2 separate regions of the Oryctolagus cuniculus genome follow, and region 2 is linked to region 1. A link is a contact called in public Micro-C data. All regions are on one chromosome and are shown on one strand. Each heading gives the region's core, a stretch centred on a gene start, on an enhancer-like site or on the middle of the called end of the contact. The rest is flanking DNA. Distances are from core to core; before and after follow the strand shown.

Evidence for each region. A called contact is a pair of places that touch in the nucleus more often than the background predicts.
Region 2: a contact with region 1 is called in a Micro-C map of ear pinna, with 3 times the contacts expected there. The contact joins the promoter of PNMT here to the enhancer-like site in region 1. A contact is called at or near these places in 3 of 6 Hi-C or Micro-C datasets (ear pinna, psoas muscle and an unstated tissue).

Annotation. Positions count from the first base shown.
Region 1 is chr17:22,642,550-22,648,392 of mOryCun1.1, forward strand. IKZF3 (IKAROS family zinc finger 3) reads left to right here. Exons shown (of 9, transcript XM_070060746.1): 9 at 1-328. Among named protein-coding and RNA genes, the nearest start is that of GRB7, 16 kb to the right of the region's middle. Within about 2 kb of position 2,807, at least 4 of the 8 cell types and tissues checked have an H3K27ac peak or open chromatin away from gene starts, as enhancers often do. A contact at or near this core is called in ear pinna, where this site is marked.
Region 2 is chr17:22,717,053-22,722,734 of mOryCun1.1, forward strand. It overlaps PNMT (phenylethanolamine N-methyltransferase), which reads right to left and starts at 3,578. Exons shown (of 3, transcript XM_002719132.5): 1 at 1,889-3,578; 2 at 1,251-1,458; 3 at 621-1,152. The coding sequence starts at 2,093. The coding sequence ends at 705. TCAP (titin-cap) reads right to left here. Exons shown (of 2, transcript XM_051825644.2): 1 at 4,699-5,682; 2 at 3,705-4,535. The coding sequence starts at 4,808. The coding sequence ends at 4,145. PGAP3 (post-GPI attachment to proteins phospholipase 3) reads left to right here. Exons shown (of 8, transcript XM_008271414.4): 8 at 1-1,189.

The DNA.
Region 1 (5,843 bases), core at 1,557-4,056:
TGGCTTCTCCGCCAGGAGGGGAGGGTGCCCTTGACCCTCAGGCAGTTGGACCCAGCCTGGGCTCAGGGCCTCTTTGCATTTCTCAGACAGTAGTGACTCTCCCTCTTCACTCCTCTGGAGTCCAACCATTCAGAGCACCGAAAAGCACCCCACGCCTCACCTCTGTAAAGAATGTCCAAAAAAGGCAGCTTCTGAACTGTAGCCGTGCTGACCGCTAACCTCGCCAGATCCACTGAGTGCATCTTTGCATCGGAAACACCCCTGCATTTTCGAGATTCCTTGATCGTGTTTGGTTTTTACACTGGAAAATAAATCCTTTTGTGTGATAGTCCTTGTGTGCCTGTCATTTGTAGTCAGAGAATGGGAGGGTTTTTAATTCTGCCCCCAGGAATATTTCCTTAATTTAGCCCTTCTGGCTGTTCTTAAAGCCCAGGTTCCAAGATAAGTGGAATGATCCCCACAGTGAAGTAGCTCGCTGGACATCTTCCTGAGCCTGCTGCTGGTGTTCTGCTGCGGCCTCTGGGCACCCGCAGTAAGGCTCTGATTTGCTAAGGGGACCAAGGAGGCTGAAGACCTGGACTCAGCAGGATCAACACACAGCACACAACGTCCCCTTACCCTTAGTCACTGCTCTGCCCTCCCACCCCCCAACAGAAATTCACCCTGACATTTTCATCTGAGATCTCAACATCCACTTTGGGAAACTCAGGGTGCAGTCAGTCACTGAACTTAGCCACATCTAAATATAGTCTTTAGCTACTTGGAGGCCTAAACCTATGATGTTGGCAGGAAACAGCATTGGATGGGGCAGCTCTCTCCCAGTGCTGTTACCCTACGTTCTCGCTCAGTGTTTGAGAAGGCTCTGAGGGATGGTCTGGTCTTCTGCTCGGCCTCGTCTAGAGCACGCTCCATTGTCTCTCTTCGGTGCAAGAGGAAGTGTTTCTGAAGCTTGGGATGAGCCAAGCACTGGGTTGGCGGCAGCTTCCCCTGGCTTGTGTGCGCAGCACGGCCCCACTCCCGACTGCACCACCAGGCTGCTTCCAGGAACTCCAGCAGGCTTTGCAGCCCCTCTACCCTAAGGACGGGAAAGAGGAAGGGCAGAGCAGCCTGCCTTTATCGCTGAACATCAAATACATTCCCACACAGCCTCCAGGCGCTGGCTTTCAGCCTTGGAGAAAGTGGTGCACTGCCTTCCCCCTTCCACTCCCTCCTCAAAGCAGCAGCAGCCCAGAAAGAAACGGGAGGCGGGGAGACCCTGATGGCGGTGAGCTGAGCCCTGGAGACTCCCATCAGGCCTGATGGGCTTCCTTCCTGCCAGAGGGTGGCTCCCTTTCCCGGTTCTTGGGAACAGTCTGATGCTTTAGAGGGTGGTAGGCCTGATAGGGGAGGCCACGGCTGCACCTCCACTCCTCCCCGACCCCATCACCCAGCAGGCAGGGTGGGGAACGACCTGGCTCCCTTCCCTCACTTCCATCCCTAGATGAAGAGTGGAGGTGAGCACCCAGGGAAGGCCAGGCGCGCTGGCCTGAAGGGCTGTGGAGGGGCAAGTGGAGAGGCACACTGGCTGTGGCACATTCCCGGTCAGACGGTTGTTTGCATAAAAGCCAAAAGCCACTGCACCTGGGGTGGGGAGGCCCTCTGGGGAGGTACTCCCTGGCCATGGGGGAGAGGGGGAAGGAAGGTGTCATGGAAAGTCCCCGAAGGACACGGGGTGTTGAGTTTGCCGCGGTTTTGTTTTTAACTCTGTCTTGACCTGTGAAGTAGGCAGCTGCCTCCCTCCCCCCCAAATAACAGACCTGCCCCCAGAATAGCATGCACACAGCCAAGGAAAGACCATGCAGGGGAAAGAATGGAGGTTACAGGGCTTGTGGGTGAGAGGCCTGCCACCCCACCCCACCCCACCCCACCCCACCCCACCTCACCCCACCCCTGCCTTCCCCAGGAGTGAGCAGGCAGGAAGCCCCAGAACAGCCTCTTCCCATCACCTCACCTACCCGGCAGCCCCCAGGGCCCCCTGGCCCAGAAGATCTGCCTCGTCAAATAAACCACAGTCCTGGGGGCGGCTGGTGGATGGGAATGGGGCAGAGGCCACCTCCTCCCCCAGGCTCGTCCTGCCACCAGCCCAGTTGACATCCCACTCCCCCCCCCCTCCAGTGACATTCTCAGTACCACCCTCCCTCTCACCCCTGGGGAGCTGTGTGTGTGTGTGTGTGTGCGCGCGGGGGGACAGCAGGAGGGTCCTGTGACCCCAAGCTCTGAAGTCTCAGCGTGGCCAGCTTGGGTCAGACTCCCGCCAGAATGGGAGCCCTGGGTTCCAGTCCCAGCCTTGCCGCTCTGCAGTCAGGGAGCCCACAGCTCCTAACGGCTGGGCCTCTAAGCCTGGCCTCAGCCCGCTGCTGGGCGGCCTCCAGATGGGCCCCCAAACTCCAGAAACAAGACCAGGGATGGAGCAGATCCAACCCCTTCCCTCTCGCTTCTCCTGGCCACCGGGCTGCAGAGAGCGAGTGACCGCCGGCGGTTCCCCAGAGGTCACTTTCTTCACTGTTATATGAAATCCAATCCCGGCGCCGGCGAGGGGCGAAGGAGAGGCGACAGCTCCTACCCCCTCATCTGTGGAACCGGGGTGGGGGACACTCTGAATAGCGGCCCCGCGGCTGGATCCGAACCCCCGCCTCTCCTCGCGCCCTCCGGTTAGTCCTGCGCGGATCCAGACCCCGCCCGGATTCCCAGCCTGGGACGCCGAGAGGAAAGCGCGCGGCCGCCCCGGGGGAAGGGTGCGGGCGGCGAGGTGGGAGCGGAGCGGGTGTGAGGGGAGGGGCGGCTGCACTTCTGAGAAACAGCTCGGCTCTGCGCAGCCCGCAGCCTAACCCCCGCCTGCGGCTTCACAGCTCGCTCCTCCTGCCGCCCACGCCGCTCGGGGCCTCTCCGGGGGTCGGCAGCCCCCGCGGGGGCGCTGGCGGCGGCGGCGGCGGTAGCTCCGGGGACAGCGGAGTGGAACCACGGCGGGTGGGGGTGGAAAACGGAGGAAGGCGTGGGTCGCGTGACACCCGCGAGTTAAAAGCTATCCCTCAGTCGGGGTCCCGAGCCCGCGTGTCCCCTGCAGCCCCCCCCCCCCCGGGGGGGCCCTCCCATCACAGCCCGAGCGGCATCCAGAAGTGAAACTGCCAGGGTCACAGCCCAGCGCCGCCGCTGCGCCCCGCCCCGCCCTTCCGGGCACTGCAGCCGGGCAGGATCTCCCGGCGCTCGGGCGACGGCCGGGGAGGAAACGGGGGAGGGAAGGAAGTGCCCCACGGGCAGCCTGCTTGCACGCGCCCGCTCTCCCGGGGTGCCCTCCCGGAACCACGAGTGGGAACCGCGTGAGGCTCCCGCACTTCCCACGACGGCCGCTGGGTGTCGCTGCAGCCGCGCGGCTGAGCCGGCCCGGTGCCGTCCACGTCCGGGGCTCGGTGACACAGGGAGCTGGAGCCCCCTGACTACGACCACACGCGGGCCCCGCCTGGCCGTCGCGCCTGGATGCCACGCGAGGCTTGAAGGCCTTGCCCACAGATCGCAACACCGACCCCTACTGAAGACCAGGCTGACCCCCGTGGTGATGGGCTCGCCGCCGGAGACCCTGCTGAGCCGAGGCGCGCCCCCTGGCGAGGCAGACAGGTGGCCCTGTGGAGTCTTGCGCCGCCGGTGGCACCTCCATGCTGCCTGGGCTGAGGAGGGGCATGCGCACGTGTCCAGAACGGCCGGCCTTGGGGATGGGTTCCCGGGGCTTCCTCATCACTCCTACTCCAGCTTTGCCCAAAAGCCAAGCTCCAAGACCTTGGGGCAAGGTGGCTTGCTGGGAAGGGGGAGCTCAAGGTGGGGAGCCTGTATGGGGACTGATGGAGGGCCCAGGCTGGGAGAGAGAGGAGGTCGCTGGACTCCTTTGGAAGATTGTTGTGGCTCCCAGCGGGAACGCCTGCTTCCACGTGTCCTGGAGGATCTGACTCAGGGCACAGGAATTGGCAGGTAAATGCCAGTGAACTTGCCCTTGGGCCGCAGGTATGGGGGGTGCAGGAGCCGGTTACGCTTCCCCTTAGGTCCCAAGGTTACAGGGTCCCTGCCCCCATACAAGATCTTATTGGCATTCAGTGGTGCCCTAAAGGGGTGGCTTTATCCCCTCATCTCCCACAGCCTTCTCCAAAGCACCCCAAGAGAGACTGATCCAAGTTTAAGAGCAAACCGGGCCACAAAAACGCAGCTTCAGGGGCCAGCGTGAGTCTCAGCAGTTTGGCTGATGCGTGGGACGCCCATGCCCACATCTAAGTGCCTGGGTTTGAGGACCTGGCCCACTCCACATTCCAGCTTCCTGCTAAGGCACCCCTGGGAGGCAGCAGGTGGCCTGCGCTCTGGGCTCCTGGCTTCAGCCTGGCCCAGTCCTGGCTGTTGGAGGCATTTGGGGAATGAACCAGTGGCTGGGAGACGGTTATTTCTCTGCCTTTCAGCCAAACTGCTTCGCCCAGGGCCCTGGAGAAAAAACACCGCCATAGTGCCCCTCTTTGTGGTGGATGGCAGCTCTGCAAGGGGGCACGAGAGGCCATCGTAGCTCGGCCCAGACTCCACTAGGCTCAGGAGGAGCATAGCCCTACTCAGCCCGGACGGTGCCCGCACTTCCCAGCGCCGCTGCCTGCCCGGGGAGCTTCTGGGGCACCTGCTTCCCTGCTGGCAGCACTCAGCTCGCCTAAGATCCAGCCCCCCTTTCCCTCCTCGCCAGCTCCCTGCCTCAGCTGGAAGCCCCCAGTCCTTGTCCCAGGTTGCCACTGCACACCCCTCCCCAACCCCAAAGCTGAGGTTCCGCCAACAGCACCGGACAGGAAAGCGGTTTGTGCAGACGCCTGCCTCTCGGCTCTGGGCCGCCTTTTCCGTCTGCTCTCTGGATACACCAAAAGGCTGTGCCCCCCACCCCCCCGAAGCAGTTCTTCCCACAACCTGCACCAGGGGCTGACACAGGGCTCCGGGAGGACTTAGAAGACTGCTTGGGGGACTAGTGCTGTGATATAGCAGGTAAAGATGCTGTCTGCAGTGCCGGCATCACATGTGGGTGCTGGTTCAAGTCCCGGCTGCACCACTTCTGACCCAGCTCTCTGCTGTGGCCTGAGAAAGCAGTAGAAGATGGCCCAAGTCCTTGGGCCCCTGCACCCACGTGGGAGACCTGGAAGAAGCTCCTGGCTCCTGGCTTTGGATCGGCGCAGCTCCAGCCATCGTGGCCATCTGGGGAGTGAAGCAGTGGATGGAAGACACACACACACACACACACACACACACACACACACACACACCCGCCGCTGCCTCTGCCTCTCTGCGACTCTGCCTTCAAATAAATAAATAAATCTTTAAAAAAAAATCTCTCTTGGCTGGCGCCGCAGCTCAGTAGGCTAATCCTCTGCCTGCGGCGCCGGCACACCGGGTTCTAGTCCCGGTCGGGGTGCCAGATTCTGTCCCGGTTGCCCCTCTTCCAGGCCAGCTCTCTGCTGTGGCCCGGGAGTGCAGTGGAGGATGGCCCAAGTGCTTGGGCCCTGCACCTGCATGGGAGACCAGGAGAAGCACCTGGCTCCTGGCTTCGGATCAGCGCAGTGCGCCTGCCACAGCAGCCATTGGAGGGTGAACCAACAGCAAAGGAAGACCTTTCTCTCTGTCTCTCTCTCTCTCTCACTGTCCACTCTGCCTGTCAAAAAAAAAAAAAAAATCTCTCTTGATCTCTCTCTTACCCTCTCCTCCCTCTTTTCCTTCTTTGCCCTTTCCCTCCATTCTGTCGGGTTTCCCTACCAATAAACCCTTCCCCTTACTCCCGTGTTTGGTGTGTTTTGTGGCCG
Region 2 (5,682 bases), core at 2,328-4,827, 75 kb after region 1:
ATTTTAAGGTGGGAGGGTGGCAAGGGACGTGCCTAATAAACAATTCTCTGTCTCACCTTCTCTTGTACAGCTCTATTACTGTGTACAGTGGGCTGCATGGAGGAGGAGGTGGGGGCCCTGGAGCTGGCTGGAGGCACTCGACGGGGTTGGGGGTCTCTGCTGAAGTTCACAGGGGTGGGAGGGCGAGGTCCAGCTCGGGGGGAGCTGGTGGCACTTGTTTTCTGCCCCCTTGCCTGGGCCTGGGCTGGGCTGCAGCACCTCACCACCCCCATGCAAATCCTGCTCCAGTCTCTCCCCACCTGTGGTCCGAGCCAGGCCCTGCCAAGCTCTGTTTTGCTGAGCTTTGCCTGGAAACTGGCTAACAGGACTGAACAAATGCACGGACTGGATGGGGTGATCGAAGTGTCTGTACATTGCAAGGTCCGGCACACAGCAGGGTGCTGGATGAACTCCCCCTTGACCTTGGCTTTCCTAAGTTTGGAAAGAATGAGTGACACAGCAAGTGTCCCTCATTGAAGCTTGAAGGGCTAGAGCTGGTGCCTCCCCCACCCCCCCCAACGTGGAAGAGATCTCTCGGCCTGTGTTGCTTCCCAGGGAGGGCACAGACCACACTGGCGCAATGCAGCAGGCACGTCTGCCTTTATTGGATGCACTTCACGTGACAGGGGCTCTGGGAGCCGAGGGCCGTGCAGCACACTGGGGCCTCACACCCCCACTGCCGTCTTCTTCTGGGCCCAAGCAAAGAAGATGCCCTTGACGTCATCGACGCCTGTCTGGAGGTGGGCAGGCATGGAGTAGGTACGAAGGTCCCGGACCTCGTAGCCGCTCTGCTGCAGAGCCTTCCTCACCTCCTCCTCACACACGGGCACCACCACCAGCCTGGCCTCCCCAGCCAGGTACCACGACTCCTCCAGGGCCCCGATGAGGAGCAGGTGCCCCCCAGGCCTCAGCAGCGTGGTGATGTGGCCCAGGGCCCGCTGGAAGCTGGCAAGATCCGGGCTCACGGCCTCCAGGCAGAAGGCAGAGACGAGGGCGTCAGCAGGCAGGGGTGCCGGGCTCCCAGCACCCAGAGGCTGGGGCTGGTGCACGTCGATGGGCAGCACCCGCTTCACCCTGGCCCGCAGCTGGCGCTCTTTCTCCTGCCAGGACTCACTGTGGAGGCACAAGGCGAGGCTCAGGACGGCCCCCCACACAGCCCTCGGCCGCCCTGTGCCACCCACTCCCAGCCAGACACCACCCAGAGCCATTACCCCCTGCCCTCGATGCAGCAGACGTGCTGGCTGTAGGCGCTCCAGCTGAAGGCCCCCGGCTCCTCCCGCAGCCACAGCTCCAGCTCCCGGCGGTTGACCTCCAGGAAATCGGTCATGGTGATGTCCTCAAAGTGGGCGCAGGCACTGAGCAGCTGGTAGACGGTGGGGCCTGAACCGATGTCGATAAGGGAGTGTCCGGACACCTCACCTGGACGAGGGAGAGGACCGCGTCCTGGTGCCAGGCCTGCCCTGTCCCCCCTCCCTCGCCTGCCATCCCCCATAAACCTGTCTCCCAGCAGGAGGAAGCACTGGGTTTGGATTCAGACTGAAGCCAGGTGGGTCCTGGCTCCATCGAAGGCCTTGGGAAAGGAACTTGACCTCCCTGAGACTCACATCCCACACCTGGAAAACTAGCTGTCAGTGAGGATTCCTGGGGGAGTCCCGAGCTGCCTGGCCGAGCCTCTCCCTGCCCAATCTCTGCCTTCCCCCGCCACCTCTCTCCTTGGTCCTCTTAGCTTTCCCTTCTGATTGCGTGTTAGCCCCCGCCTTTGCCTCTTGGCCCCCCACCTGACGCCCTCTCGTCCCTTTTTGCTCCCCAATGAGGTCTTCTATCCGTGCCTCAGTTTCCCTGAACTCACCCGTGGCGAAGGTCTGCGCCAAGCAGCGCAGCTTCCAAGGCCCAACGCCGTCGGGGCTGCTCAGGTCCCCGCGAGGGGGCGCGTAGTTGTTGCGGAGGTAGGCGCGGGGCTCGAAGCGCTGGTAGGCCAAGGCGACCGCCGCCCGGCCTGGGTCCGAGTCGGAGGCTGCTGCGCCCGCAGGGTGGCTGGTGTCTGCCCGGCTCATGCTGCTGCCGCGGCCGTCCCTGTGTCCCGCTCGTCCGGCGGCCCCTTTATCCACCGCCGGACCCCAACCCGGCCTTCAGCGGCGGGGGCGGCAGCTGAGCGATGAGGCGCCCGGGGCCACGCACGCCGCGTCTCCCCACCCCATCCATCTGAGTTAGTGTTCCCGCCGCAGACACAGGGGTGGGGATGAGGGACGCCGCAGGAACATCAGCTCCCGCCCCCACCCCGCTCCGCTGCCTTCTGCCTGGGCCCCGCGCCCCCACCGCCCGAGCCCCACCCTTCCTGTCTCTTGTCTCCAGCTCCCCACAGCCAGAGCCACTGCCTCCATGTGCCTGGCCTCGCATCCTTCCCTCCCAAGGTTCAAATGAGCCCCCAGCCCCCAGCCCCGGGCCCCAGACCCCCGTCTGGCGCTTCTTCCTCACGAAAACCCTTTCCTTCTATGTCACCCCCACTCCCATTCCCCACCCCTCGTGCAGCTCCCCACCCCACCCCAGCACCTGGTCCTCCCCCTTCGACAAAGGACAATCCGTTCCCACCGCTATTGCATGGTGGCCCCGGGCCCCAGGGCAGGCTGGGTCCCGCCTGTTGGATGGCGGCAGCCTGTTGGATGGCGGCAGCGATAGGGGAGGCTAATGCATTTAGCAGCCGGAACACAGGGCCTCCCCTGCGGGCTCTGCCGGCTCTCGGCTGCTTATCTGTGGGCAGAGGGCTCGAGATGTTCCCACCACGTCGGGGAGTCCGGGATGCAGGACTCAGGTGAGGGCAAAGCCCAGGGGCTGTCTCTGGGCCTCCAGGGCCCAGTAAGGGCCTTTGGGAGCCTACGGATCTGAGGTCCCACGGGTCTGGGCCTCGGCCCCCTCTCCCAGCCGCACTTCAGCTCCCTCTGCAGGTTCTGCTTGGCACAGCAGCCAGGCGTTCCCTTCCTGCTCTCCTTGAGCTTCCTGAAATGGGACCCCCTTGGAACCCATGCCCCTCTGCCTCTGCCCAGGCCACAGCCCCGGCTGGGACCGGCCCTGGCCACCTTGACCTGGGCCTCCTCTGCGTCTATCCCTCCTGTTCCAAGGGTTTAATCTCCTTGTTGGGCTGGGCAGCCAGGGTGGGACATGAGTCACCATGACAGCTGCAGGGGTAACAGACAGGAACCTGACCCCTGTGGCCCCTAGCAATCCACCCTGGGCTCCCAGGCCAGGGAAGGTGGAGCGCCTGACCCCCAGCCAAGGACTGATTCTGTCTGGATTCAGAACTGAGTAGGGTAGCCTTGGGGTCACTGACCCTGGACACACCCTGAGGCACGGCCAAGGACAGGGCCGGTGCCAGCCCCCTCCATAGTCTCCGTGAGACATCATTTAAACAAGTGCAGGCTGCCAGCTGGCCTGCGGGCCACTGCCCAGTGCCAGGGGGCTGGACACAGAAGCCAGGGCTGGCAGTGGAGTCCGGGTCCGGGAAGGGGACTGGACAGACACGCGCCCTGTTTACAGCCCTGTCCCTGCTCCCCCAAGCATGGGTGTACCCACTGGCTCTGCCATATTTAGCTGCAGGACCTGTTCCCAGAAGCGGGCACGGGGGGACACTGATGGGCTGGCCCCCACCACCACAAGGAAAGAGGCGAGCCTGGAACACGGGGGAGCATTTATTGCAGCGCTAACAGAGGGTGCCGGGGGCTCCTCCCTACCTCCGCCCTCTTCACGTCCCCCTCCCTCCGGTCTCCAGCACGGTCCCCTCACACTTGCAGTCCTCTGGAACTGACACCTGGACCAGGTCACTCTTCTCAGGGCCCTGTCGCCCTCTCCAGCATCTTCTGTCCCTTCCCTTGGGGCTGAGGGTGCTCGGCTGTGCTGGCCCCCAGCTCTCCACTCTTAGTGCCCACCGCCTAGCTCCCCTCCCACTGGGCACTCAGGGGACCCAGGCACCCTGGCCTCTGGCTCCCTCCTCCCTAGCCCCCAACTCCGGGCAAACTACAAAGCATCCCGGGCCAGCGACTCCCCTTGGCGCTCCTAGGCAGGAAGGGCCCAGCCCAGGGTGGGCACAGCAGAGCCCGGGTCCTGGTCCTGCTCAGCCTCTCTGTGCTTCCTGGGACATGGAGCGGGACAGGGTGCGACGCAGGGCTCCAGGCTTGCTGACAGGCACCACGGGGGGCAGCTGCTTGGTGATCTCGGCCACATCCTGGCGCTCCAGGCACTGGCCACCCAGGGCTGTCTCCAGCGCCAGCAGGTCCCGCAGCTGGACGGGGGTGTCCTCGCGCTCGTCCTTGGTGCCCACCTTGGTGGGCGTGAAGATGGGCAGCGGCAGCACGCGCTGGTAGGGCAGCTGGTACTCCTGCAGCCCGCGGCCAAGGATGCCCATTCGCATCACCAGCCAGGGGGAACGCTGCACCAGCGCCTGGCACTGGCCCTGCTGGTGGTAGGTCTCACGCCGCCAGGCATCCTCCTCGTGCAGGGAGCAGCTGGAAGGAGGAGGGGGACTGTGAGCCGCGCGAGGGGCGCCCGGGGCAGCAGCAGGGGTGGCCACTTTGCTCTCCCCAGTGGGCACACTTCCTGCCCCACCCCAGGGATATCTCCATGGCCTCAGCTGGTTCAGGGAGGCGCTTTTGGGGGGCAGAGACTCACCCCTCCTCAGGCCGTGTGGACAGCGTCAGGTCCTTCCATTCTGCCCAGAACGCCTCCCTGCGCTCGCAGTTCTCCTCCGACACCTGGCAGCTCAGCTCCGAGGCGGCCATGGTCACTCCTCACTCCCTCTGCCGCAGGGCCCAGGCCCTTTAAATAGCCCCCTCCTCCCCCTTCTCCAGGGGCTATTTCGGGCCCTCTGGCGTCACATGCTAAAAGCAGAGCCAAGACTCACTGTTGGGGGATGCGGAGCCCAGGGCGGGGGTTGGGGTACCTGGTCTCTGGCTGCTCCTAGGTCAGAGGTCAGCTTGTGGAGCTACCTGAGATACTCTTGGCGAGGGGGCGGGGTCCTCAGAGCAACCCCTGCAGGTGCTGGACACTGCTCAGGCCACCGCAGAGCAGGCACATGCCCAGCCTCGTGCCGCCTTGGCCCCTGCCCAGGGAGGCCAGTGGCTTGTCTGTAAACAGAGCAGCGGACGGCGGAACGGGCGCCCCTCGGCTCGGCACCAAGGCTGCGGCTCCTACCCCTGCTGCTCTCCTCTGCCTGGTTCAAGGGCACATCCGCTGACCATTCCCCTCCGGCAGAAGGGACGCTGCCGCCACGTCCTCAGGCGTCTGCCCTGCAGGCCTGGTCCCTGCCACCACAGCCAGGGCTAGCAGCGGTAGCGGCGTGTGTCACTGCACACCTGGCACCCAGGGGCACGAAGCCTTGCCAGGCATTTTCCTTCCCCGGGGGCAGCGCTCAGACAAGTGGTCTGAGCCAGCCTGGAGGAGACAGGTGTGGAGGCGGCCCCCAGCGCTGCCCTTACCCTGCACATGGGGCAAACTGGGGTGACAGGGGCGTCCAAGGGCTCTGAGGAGCGGCAGCACTGGCTCCAGCCCCACACTGGCCATAACCAGGCTGCGTGACCGTGGGTCGTTCCCTGCCCCTCTCAGGGCCTCTTTCGCCACTTCCTGTCCATAATGCGATGACCAGAGGAGCTTTGG